2 separate regions of the Mus musculus genome follow, and region 2 is linked to region 1. The links are chromatin contacts, called in public HiChIP or PLAC-seq maps. All regions are on one chromosome and are shown on one strand. Each heading gives the region's core, a stretch centred on a gene start, on an enhancer-like site or on the middle of the called end of the contact. The rest is flanking DNA. Distances are from core to core; before and after follow the strand shown.

The links. HiChIP or PLAC-seq counts read pairs in DNA pulled down with a chosen protein or histone mark.
Region 2: an H3K27ac HiChIP or PLAC-seq map of stem cell-derived neural progenitor cells shows a contact between it and region 1, with 5 times the contacts expected there. The contact joins two enhancer-like sites. A contact is called at or near these places in 4 of 484 Hi-C or Micro-C datasets (cortical neurons, granulocyte-monocyte progenitors, muscle stem cells and 1 more), 7 of 115 datasets of contacts at active chromatin or transcription factors (embryonic basal ganglia, embryonic hindbrain, embryonic stem cells and 1 more) and 2 of 9 other capture datasets (adipose tissue and pancreatic islet).

The regions. Positions count from the first base shown.
Region 1 is chr11:88,820,682-88,825,866 of GRCm38.p6, reverse strand. No RefSeq gene overlaps it. Among named protein-coding and RNA genes, the nearest start is that of 4930556N13Rik, 28 kb to the left of the region's middle. Within about 2 kb of position 3,121, at least 52 of the 459 cell types and tissues checked have an H3K27ac peak or open chromatin away from gene starts, as enhancers often do. A contact at or near this core is called in muscle stem cells and stem cell-derived neural progenitor cells, where this site is marked.
Region 2 is chr11:88,591,347-88,596,531 of GRCm38.p6, reverse strand. All of the region lies in intron 5 of Msi2 (musashi RNA-binding protein 2), which reads left to right. Among named protein-coding and RNA genes, the nearest start is that of 0610039H22Rik, 25 kb to the left of the region's middle. Within about 2 kb of position 2,376, at least 106 of the 459 cell types and tissues checked have an H3K27ac peak or open chromatin away from gene starts, as enhancers often do. A contact at or near this core is called in muscle stem cells and stem cell-derived neural progenitor cells, where this site is marked.

The sequences.
Region 1 (5,185 bases), core at 1,872-4,371:
GCGACTAGGCTCACAATAGGCTGAACCTGGCCTTGAACCTGTGTCTTCTGGTATCCACGCTCCCTGCTCTCTCTGGGTGCTTGGGAGCCTAAATTCCCGAGTAACTTGGGCCACATAAGCACAAGCCACTGCACCTGGATATTGATCTTCATTTTAATCACTCGGAGTCTGTTCCTTTGTTCATCAAAGGTTGAGGTCCTTCCCAGGGCTTCGATGGTCCACACTGGTTGTGTATTAACACTTAACTTGAAATCGGCCAAATTGAGCAGACTTAACTGGTCTGAGATGAAGTTATTCACTAAGAGATGATTAAACATTATTACCATTTGGGGGCTGGAGAGCTTGTTTAGCCGTAAAGAATGCTGCTCTTTTGGAGGACTAGAGTCAGGTTCTTAGCATCTACGCTGGGCAGCTAACAACTGCCTGTAACCCCAAACTACAGAAGGGTTGATGCTTCTGGCCCCTGTGGCTACTCACATGCACATATACATACAGACACACAGAATAAAAAATCCGTATTTTAAAAGATTAGTATTTGGGGGTGTGCATGTGCTACATACATAGCTCAGTAAAGTTACTGCTTGTACAAGTGTGAGAATCTCGACCTCAGAATCCACATAAAAAAATCAGTGGTTAAGATCATGTGCTCTTGGAGAGGCCCTGGGTTCAGTTCCCAGTGCTCACATCGGGTGGCTCTTAGCCACCTGGAAGTCAGTTCCAGGGGATCTGACGTCTCTGGCCCCGGAGGACACAGCACTCATATGCACTATTACCTTTAGGATATTACCTCCCCATTGTTACCTTTAGATCATAATAAGTGCAAGGGAGTCTGGAGAGTAGAATGTGATGCCTTCTCAAATATGCACATATCCCAGATGACCTTCAAAAGGTGAGCATAGGATGGATCTTGGGTCCCAGAGTTCCCCTGTGCCCTGTTCAGTCTAGTTTAGTTTCCAATATCAGATCTCATGTAGCCTATGCTGCTGGCTTTGAGTTCCCCATGTCAGTGGTGATCTTGGACTTCTGATCTTTCCATCTTCACAAGTGCTCAGAGCACAGCCATTTACCACCATGCCCAGCTACACAGGGCCACGGGCCAAATTTAGGTCTTCTTCCATGGTAGGCAAGTTCTCTACTAACCAAACCACATTCCTGGCTCCTCCTTTGCCACAAAAGTGATCATTTATGTAGATGGGTATTTTATTTTGCCTGCGAGCATAATCTGTGTATCTCGTGCCTGCCTGGTGCTTGAAGAAGTCAGAAGAGGGAGTCAGGACCCCTGGAACTGGGTTCCAGATGCTTGGCAGCTGCCATGTACGTTCTGGGAACTCAAACCTGGACCCCTTGGGAGAACGGCCAGTGATGCTTTGAACCACTGTGGCACCTCTGCAGCCCCGCCCCTTTGATGTTTAACGGGAGGCTAATGAGCATGCATTGTCACGAGTCTGAGTATGGCTCAGATTGTTTCTGTTGGATAGTGCTAGGTAGGGAACAGGGTTCTGAGGTCACCGCCCTGCAGGCTGTCTCACAGTAGAGGCTCAAGCGTTTGCTACAATTTATTTATAATGCTTGCAAGTGGCTGGGCCCAGGCCCACTGAACCAGAGATTCTTAAGAATGGGACTTTGAAACCTACATTTTTTTTTCAATCCTGGGGTGGGGCAAATACAGGCCTTCACGCGTGTTCTATCGCTAGGCTACATCGCCAGCCCTTTTTACATTTTTATTTTGAGACAGTTTTCCAAGCTGGCCTTAAACTCAAGCCATAGTCCAGGTAGCTGAGGCAGGCCTTGAACTTGTGACCCTGTCTTTTCCTTTTTCTCTGAGTTTTAAAATAGAAGAATAACCGTAAACAGCTTTCTTCTTCCCTTCCTTCTCTTCCTTCTCCATCATCCCTCTTTTTTTTTTTTTTTTTTTTTTTTTTTTTTTGAGACAAGGTTTTTCTGTGTATCCTGGAACTTGCTCTGTAGACCAGGCTAGCCTCAAACTCACAGAGGTCCACCTGCCTCTGCTCCCCTGGTGCTGGAATTAAAGTTGTCCGTCAGCACCCCCTGGTTGACTTTGAGCTTTCAACCTTCCCATTTCGATCTCCCAACTGCCAGGCTGGGATTACAGGTGTGACCACTATATCCAGTTCAGGTCATGCTGGAGAGAGAACCTAGGGTTCCGAGTGTGCTCTGATAAGTTCTCCCCAACAGCCACGTCCTCAGGGTTGTCCAGTTACTTCTAAAGTGGTGTGCTTCCCCCTGGGTTGAGACAACATGGAATCCTTGGGTCCTGGTTTGGGGTTAGAGCTAATTATTGTGTGATCTGGGTGATGGCCTGCTGTCTGCCATGTGTGCAGTGTTGTGCCTTAGGTCAGATGTATCTGGGGGACAGTTATCAAAATCAGGGTGTGCAGTTTCGTTTCAAAACACCCAGTTTCCTGTTTCATTTCATCCATATTCGGCAGGGCATAGTTTGTAATGGTCTTATTCAGAGGGTGGAAAGAGAGCATTTAAACAGTAAAAGGCCCACCTTAAGAAGTAGAGTCGTAAAAGAGAATGGTTTTTGAAGTGTTTAAAGGAGTGGAATGAAGTCTTGTGCACTCCACAGGGCAGACTGCTGCTATTGTGGTCTATGTCCACTAGATGGCACCACAGCACAAGCTACTACGGGTATCCCCTCCCTTTGCCTCATCCCAGAAAACAGGTTCTCCAAGCACTTGTCTCAGTATTAAACTTAACAGGAATGCAAATCCCCAGCTCATACCCGAGACTTACTGACCGAGAACCGTGTAGCACTTTGTCCACGTAGTTTAGATGCAGACTTAAGTTTGAGAGCCACTGTCCTAGAATCAACCTTGGGGTAGCTTGGGAAGATACCTGTAGTACGCCAAAAGCGCTTGCTGGGGAGGGAATGAGGAGGTGCGTGGGGGGCGGGGCGGGGTGAGGAGGGGAGGGAGGGTGGAAGACAGTCAATGGTGCAGGTATATTTAGTGCCAAGGAGCTGCTCCAAAATCAGAGAGCTGATATGGACTAGGGGGCAAGACTGGATTTCTCCCAAGTCGGGGAAGTAGAGGAGAGAAAAGAGGGCTCTTCAAAGAGATCCCCTCCCTTAGGGCGCCAGATCATGGGCTAGGAGCTGAATCATAGGCTGAGTTCTCTGCCGGGAGCCCCAGGGCAGCTGTGTCCTCATTGTGGCTGTTCATCTCAGCCTGTTCTGAAATTTCACCAACCTACTACTGTGTTAATGGATTGAAATCTTGCAACCCTCCCAAGACGACCCAGGAAAATGGATGCTAAGAATCAAAAAGAAGCTTGAGACGGGGTGGGAAAATCACTAGTGAATTAAAACCTTATTTTTGTCTTTTCGATCCTATCTGTACCCTCAGGGAAGGCCAGTGCAGAATGAATTCATCTCTCTCTCTCTTTTTTTTTTTTTACACAAAAATTCCTTTTGCAGGTCGCAGCTGAGGCTTCACAGGGGCGACATACCATGCAAATATGTATTTTTTTTTCAGTTATGATGTATACAGTTTTTAGTTTGATTTATTTTTGGTGTCAGAAACAAAATGGAAGTTAGCTCTTTAAAAATGAGTGTGGCTGGCTGAATAAATAAATAATATGCTCTTGGCCAGTACCTGCCAGTACCTCCTTAATTGCCCATTGATTCTTTAATTCTCTGCCTTTCACCATCTACGAAATTAAGAGGCCACAGAGCATGGAGATGTCTTTTGCCAAACAACTAAAAGAATCAGAGGTTTTCGAAGGTCTGGTTCTTCCTGGGGGGCTTTTACCTAGCATTGAGGGGCACAAGTTACCCAAGGATGGAAGCCTGGTGTCCTGCTTGGACCCTTCCCAGGCTTCTGTACCGTCACTTGGCTTTCCAGCCACAAACATGTACTGTGTCCACTCTGGCGGGCCACCAGTGGCAGCAGGGACCCGGTTGTCCCTCCTCGTGGTCTCTGGAGGTTGGGTGGTCTGTCATGGTCTCTCTCCAGCAAACGCTGCCGTTCAGAGTGTTCACACTCCTCCGATAGCCCCAACCACGGGTCCTGGGAGCTGGCTGCCTCCTTTCTGCCAGGGGAGATGTTCCAGGAAGCTCTCCTTTATCCCATTTCTGGAACCACCAACCAATCTCCCCTCCCTCGGAAGTCTCCTGGCATCTATCTAGCCTCCTCTTCTCCCTTTCCTTCCCGTCAAGGCACAGAGGCCTGTGTTCTCATCGCAGGCTGTCTCCTAGGACCCTTCTCCAGGGTGCACTCTTCCTCAGGATGCTACCCTGCAACGCCTTCCTCCAGGGCATGGCTCTGAGCATTCACACCCCTCTGTAAGCTGCTACACCGGGTGGGGTAAGGACAGGTCGTGCCAGCTGCTTCTCTGTAGAAGTCTCTTAAATGGGTCTGCTTCCATGGTCTAGGGTGGGGCCCTCTCTGTTTCTCTGGGTTCATAGGACTCGTCATTTCTTCCACCCTGGAGACACAATGCCAGTTGCCTCTGCCTTTCTCCTATCCTGGAGTCTCCATGAATGCGTACTTGGTTACTGTTGGTGTCCCCATGAGAACGTCTACTCTGGGCTGGGAGCCCAGGCAAGGATACCCCGCCGGGAGCAGGGGGACCTTGCCTTTTGCCTCTGGACCCCTCAGCGGCCCCTCCTCTCTGTTCTCGTGCTCCTCTCTATCTGCATCTTCCTTGAATTAGAATTCTCACTCTTCCACTTATCAAGTCAGCATCGCGCGCCTGCCTGTCTCCGCCACTGTCAACATCCGCGCTCCCAAGTCTCCAGCAGCCTGAGCTCAGGGCCGCCCCTCTCTCTCTGGCAATTACGATTCCTTCCCTGGCTCACGTCGGAAGTCTTTGTTCTTCTCCCTGAACATTCAAGTTAATTTCTACTGACTGTTTATTCAGCCTTTGTACTGGCTGGCTTGCTACTTAGTCAGGAAACGAGGCCCTCCGAGGCAAAAGCACGGGGATGCGTGGGGACTCAGAGCAACAGTTTAGGACAGGAAGTAAGACACTTCAGAGGAGGAGGGCGCTAGACAGGAATTCCCAGGGCCATGGGACCAGGACTGGGATCATGATCTTAGGGAGGGGAGTGGGAAGGGAAGCAGAGGAGGGGAGAGGAGGGGAGGGGACAGGGAAGGAGATCAGGGGAAGGGTGGGGGTGAGGAAGGGAAGCAGGGGAGGGGACAAGAGAGTTAGCCTC
Region 2 (5,185 bases), core at 1,127-3,626, 230 kb after region 1:
GGGATGATGAACTGGATCCCATAACGAGCTAGCATTCAAACCATCCTGAGCTTTCTCTATCATAGAGTTCCCCAGGGTGAGAGGACACGGGGGAGAGCAGCCTAGGCTTTTGGAGGTGCAAATAGTTCATATTTTCTACCTAGGGGACTTGGAACTCTTTTCCAGAACAAACATATAATAGCAAGAGAGTTGATTTGAATTCTCGGCCTGAACCTGCTGAGGGACCCACTTCCTGCCTTCTCATGTGCTTGGTTTAAGACATATTTGGACTTTTAGCTTTGGTGATCACTAGTATCTTTGGGCCAATAGTATTAGAGCTAACTTCCCCCTTCGTGTGTTCTTAAAGTGTTCTTTCCCCTAACCTCCCATCGCACATATAACACCCTATTGGAATTATCTCCCTTTGCAGTAATCATGCATGATGACTGATGCCTGTGGTCCCCACAGTTGGGAAGGCTCTGAGGCAGGAGAATTGCTACAAGTTCAAGCCTGGACTACAGAATAAGACCCACAAGTGGGCCCTCACTCTGAGTGATCATTTCAGATGGAAGCACATTGTTTTAAAAGAGGAGTTTTAAAAACTTACCAAAATCAAAACCAAAATCCACCCCAGCCCAGCACACACCAGCTCTCTAGCTAGAGGCAGGAAGGGGGGGGGGGTGTGTGTGCAGCTGTAGTTAGCAGCTGGCTCAGGCCACGTGTAAACAGCAATTTTCAGGACTGGCATGCATGCTGGGGCTTTTGTAGCACCAAGGGGTGTGTGGAGAGCTTTGGTGTTTAGTTAAATTATGGGTCTAGATGCAAAACTTCACAGCAGGGCTTTGAGAGCCTGACCATATCCTGCGTTCCTGTGTGCACACAAGCGCGTGCTCTCTCTTTCTCTCTCTGTCTGTCTGTCTGCCTCTCTCTCTCTCTCTCTCTCTCTCTCTCTCTCTCTCTCACACACACACACACACACACACACACATACACACACACACATACACACACACACACATGTTCCCAGAGCGACACCCTAAACCTTGTATTCCTTGTCATCCTGGGGGGTACAGGGCTCTTGAATAGGTCCCTAGGGTCCCCCACACTGTGAAGCACTTCAACATAAAAGTTCCCTGCAGTTCTCCAACGAAACCCCCAACTGAAGGAAGTCTAAGATTAACTCCCCGGAGATTTGGGGCCTTGAGTTCTCAGTGACTTTTTCATCTCAGTGCACTGTGGGAGCCAACTGCAGCCCCTCATCATCTTGCTGTGTAGTCGCCAGTGTTCGAGGCCCCGTGTGTGGAGACTGCTGATGTCCAAGGCTTCAGGGAGGTGACACAGGTGGCTCAGTCACTGGTTTGAAGGATTCCTCAGATGAGCATAGAGCCGAGACGAATGCATACCAGTGCGTTTCTGTTCACCTTTCCAAGGTCAGAAGAAGGTTAAAGTGCAGCAGGCTACTGGATAGTTTTGAAGAACTAGAAGCCCAGACCCAAGGATAGACTAGACCTACCCTAAGCATACGCCAGCATGCTTTGTTACACATGAGCACACACGAGTAATACAAACCTACACACAGACATTGCACCCACCGTGCTTATGTGGAATGTGAAGACTTCTGTTTAATTCTTCGGGGAACCTGAGACCAACATTCCAGCCCTCTCTGCTTCCTGCCCTCCTCAGTAGCCATGGAAATGGAAGAGAGAGAGAGAGAGAGAGAGAGAGAGACAGAGACAGAGACAGAGACAGAGACAGAGACAGACTATGATTGCAGGTCCTCTGTCTCCCTCGTCCCTCACCAGAATGCAAATCACAGAGCCAGTCTACAGTCCATTTGGTGGTAATGGTGTGAAGATTCCTGGAGCAGATCACCCCATTGTCCACCCGCCCGCTGCAGAGGCACTGATGGGAGAGGTCACCATGTACAGGCCAGTGTCCCCTGACTGTGCTTCCCTCTCCTAAAGCACATTTCCCCTCTGGCCTTTTCATGCTGGAAGTTTCTAATGAAACTAGTTTCTTTTTTAGTGTTTGCTAAGGAGAGAGAGAGAGAGAGAGAGAGAGAGAGAGAGAGAGAGAGAGAGAGAGAGAGAGAGAGAGAGAGAGAGAGAGAGAGAGAGGGAGAGAGAGAGAGAGAGAGAGAGAGAGAGAGAGAGAGAGAGAGAGAGAGAGAGAGAGAGAGAGAGAGAGAGCGCCTTGCTTATCTAGGCCGGATCCTACAGAGGATGTTTTAGTAACTCAGATGTTTTGCTGCATTGTCCGGGGCCTGGATTTTCTCATCCTTTCAAAACGGGAATGGTTTTAAAGGCTTTTGGGGGAGACTGGGTAAGATTTATAGCTGGCTGCCTGTCTCTGTGCTTCGGGCTCTGTCTTGGCATGCTCACAGCTGCCAGGCAACGGTGGAAGGGCTATGAAGAGATCTTTTCATGTAACCAGTTGCTGAGCTCTCCAGTAGTTTGGATGAAGACAGGGTGGTCGATTTTTCTTCTCCTCTGGGTTTCCAAGAATGTTTGGAATCTAGGTAGGGCCTCAGCTCTGTGTCGCCTTTCACTAAGCAGTGAGGAGGCCACAGGGTTTCTTCCATGGAAAGTCCCAGGAGAGGTGCTTTGAGGCTTCCAGTGGGATATGTTTGAGGTTATCTTAACATTTCTTTACTGATACCTAATTACTCGGTTAATACCTAATTACTTGGTTGGAGTTTACAGGAAGAAGAGGAAAGGAAAGGAAAGGAAAGGAAAGGAAAGGAAAGGAAAGGAAAGGAAAGGAAAGGAAAGGAAAGGAAAGAGCAAGGGGGAAGAGAGGAACCCAAAGGTAAACCATAGGATTATCAGCTATTCCATGGAGATGCTAAAAAGTGCTTTTGCAGTTACTGAGGTTTAGCATGGGATGGTAGGAATTGACTCTTTAAAAGAAGCTATTTGTGGGCTGGAGAGATGGCTCAGTGGTTAAGAGCACTGACTGCTCTTCCTAGAGGACCTGAGTTCAATTCCCAGCAACCACATGGTGGCTCACAACCATCTGACAAGGGATCCAATGCCCTCTTCTGGTGTGCCTGACTAAAGCGACAGTGTTCTCATATAAATAAAATAAATAAATTAAAAAAAAAGAAGCTATTTGTATAGCGTGTTTTTCTGCTGTACATTTATTTTTAAGTATAAAGGATGGATTTTCTAAGTGACTCTCGGCTCAGTTACAGTGACCGTCTAGCTGTCATCTTCAGCGTGCCCTGCTAGACTCTTTGGCATATGGTATTTAACTCGGGCCTCATGGGAGCTTGTGTGCTAAGCTAATTATTATATCTCCATTTTATAGTGGATTGGATTCCACATTCTCTTAGCATGTACGCACCCGTGCCCAGCACTTAATGGGTCTGTCGAGTGAATACATTAGGGGAGTTAGGTTAGTAGAATTTGACCATTAGTAAGTATAGGAAGAGATTGAAATCCGAAGAGGGCCCATATTAGTCAGCTCTGCTCATAGTTATGACTGAATGCAGCTTGAGGGGGCAGGAATTTCCTATTGGCTTGAGGTTTCTGTTGAGTTAAGTGGAAAGACCAGCTTATAGCATGGCGACCCACAAACACTGTAGAGAGTGAATGAGCATGAGAATAAACGCGTGTGCCTGGATTACCTTTTTCCTTTTCCTGCCTTTTCATTGGGCCCCTGGCCTTTGGCATGGTGCTGCCTGCATCCAAGGCAGTTTTTTCCCCCTTAGTTGCTGCTTAATACCTGTGGCTGGCACTAGAAATGATCTCAAAGACACACTCAGTGGCGTGCTTTACTGATTTTTTTTTTAAAGCTTTCTCAGTCTAATTCACAGTCAAGATTAACTATTGCAGAGCATTGATAGAGTTTGACTCTCGAGGAGAGCTTGGTGTATCAGGAAGAGCATAGGGATGGGAGAGACAGGAGATGAATGCAGGAGCAAGAAGAGGTCGCAGCCAACTAGCTTATCAAGAGAGCCCTGCATGCAGATGCTGGCAGGATCTTTTCTAGAATGTTCTCACATGTGACATCCCCTCATCTTTAGTTGCTGGAGAAGAGAAACCCAGTAAACCACACAGTTTTAGGTGAGTAGTGTCCCCATGCAGCAGGAAGAAGCAGCTGGCAAGGCATGGCCATTAGGACAGTGTCCACTTGAAACCATGCAGAAAGCACGATGCGTGCTCTAGTTTGGGGCCAGCCATTGGCCATGTGGCTTACGTGCCCATCGGCAGCTTCCAGTTAAAAGCCTGAGCTTCCTGAATCTGGACGCCTCTTTCTGACTCAGGCAACCCACTCTTGGACTCAGGAGGGTTGGGTGGCAGATGGGACTCTGTGGGCCATCTTGTCGAGTGGAGGAGAGAGGGAGTCCCAGCTGGAGTCACAAGTGCAGTGAGACACCAAAGCTGGATTTCTAGTGTCTTTTCTGTTCCAGCATGTCAGCAGTGTGCCCCGCTTGTACTGTGTGACCCCCGGGTGATTTGTTGTGGATGATTCGGTTCATTCATTCACTCATTGAATATTTTAAGAGACCTGGTGGAGACGTGACAGCTATCCAGGAAGGTGTGGCTGTGGCACCTGTCCTGTATCCTGCATTCAGCTATAATAGTATAGATCTCTCTCTCTCTCTCTCTCTCTCTCTCTCTCTCTCTCTCTCTCTCTCTCTCTCTCTCTCTCTCTCACACACACACACACATATGTGTGTGTGTGTATATATATACATATATGTATATATATTTGATTTTTCGAGACAGGGTTTCTCTGTATAGCCCTGGCTGTCCTGGAACTCACTTTGTAGACCAGGCTGGCCTCGAACTCAGAATCTGCCTGCCTCTGCATCCCAAGTGCTGGAATTAAAGGCGTGCGCCACCATGCCCAGCCCCTATTTATTTTTTTTTTTTTTTACTATTTTCAGTCAAACTAGTGATACTTGGTACCCACTAGATTTTCCTACTTTTTGTTAGTTCTTTTTTTTTTTTCAATTTTATTTACTTTTTTTGAGACAGGATCTTGCTGTGCCATCCTATTCTGTCCTCCTCCAGTCTCCTGAGTGTCATGCTCAGAGTTGTATACCACCGTATCTGCCCTTTAGTTTTAAAATTTGACATCAACCCCCTACTAACACATGTTCCAAACTCAAGTCTTCTCCTTGATTGTTTATTCCTCTTACTGGACTTTTGGTCTTTGCCCTAAGTAGTTTATATGATGTGGCTTCCTTCTTCCTTTC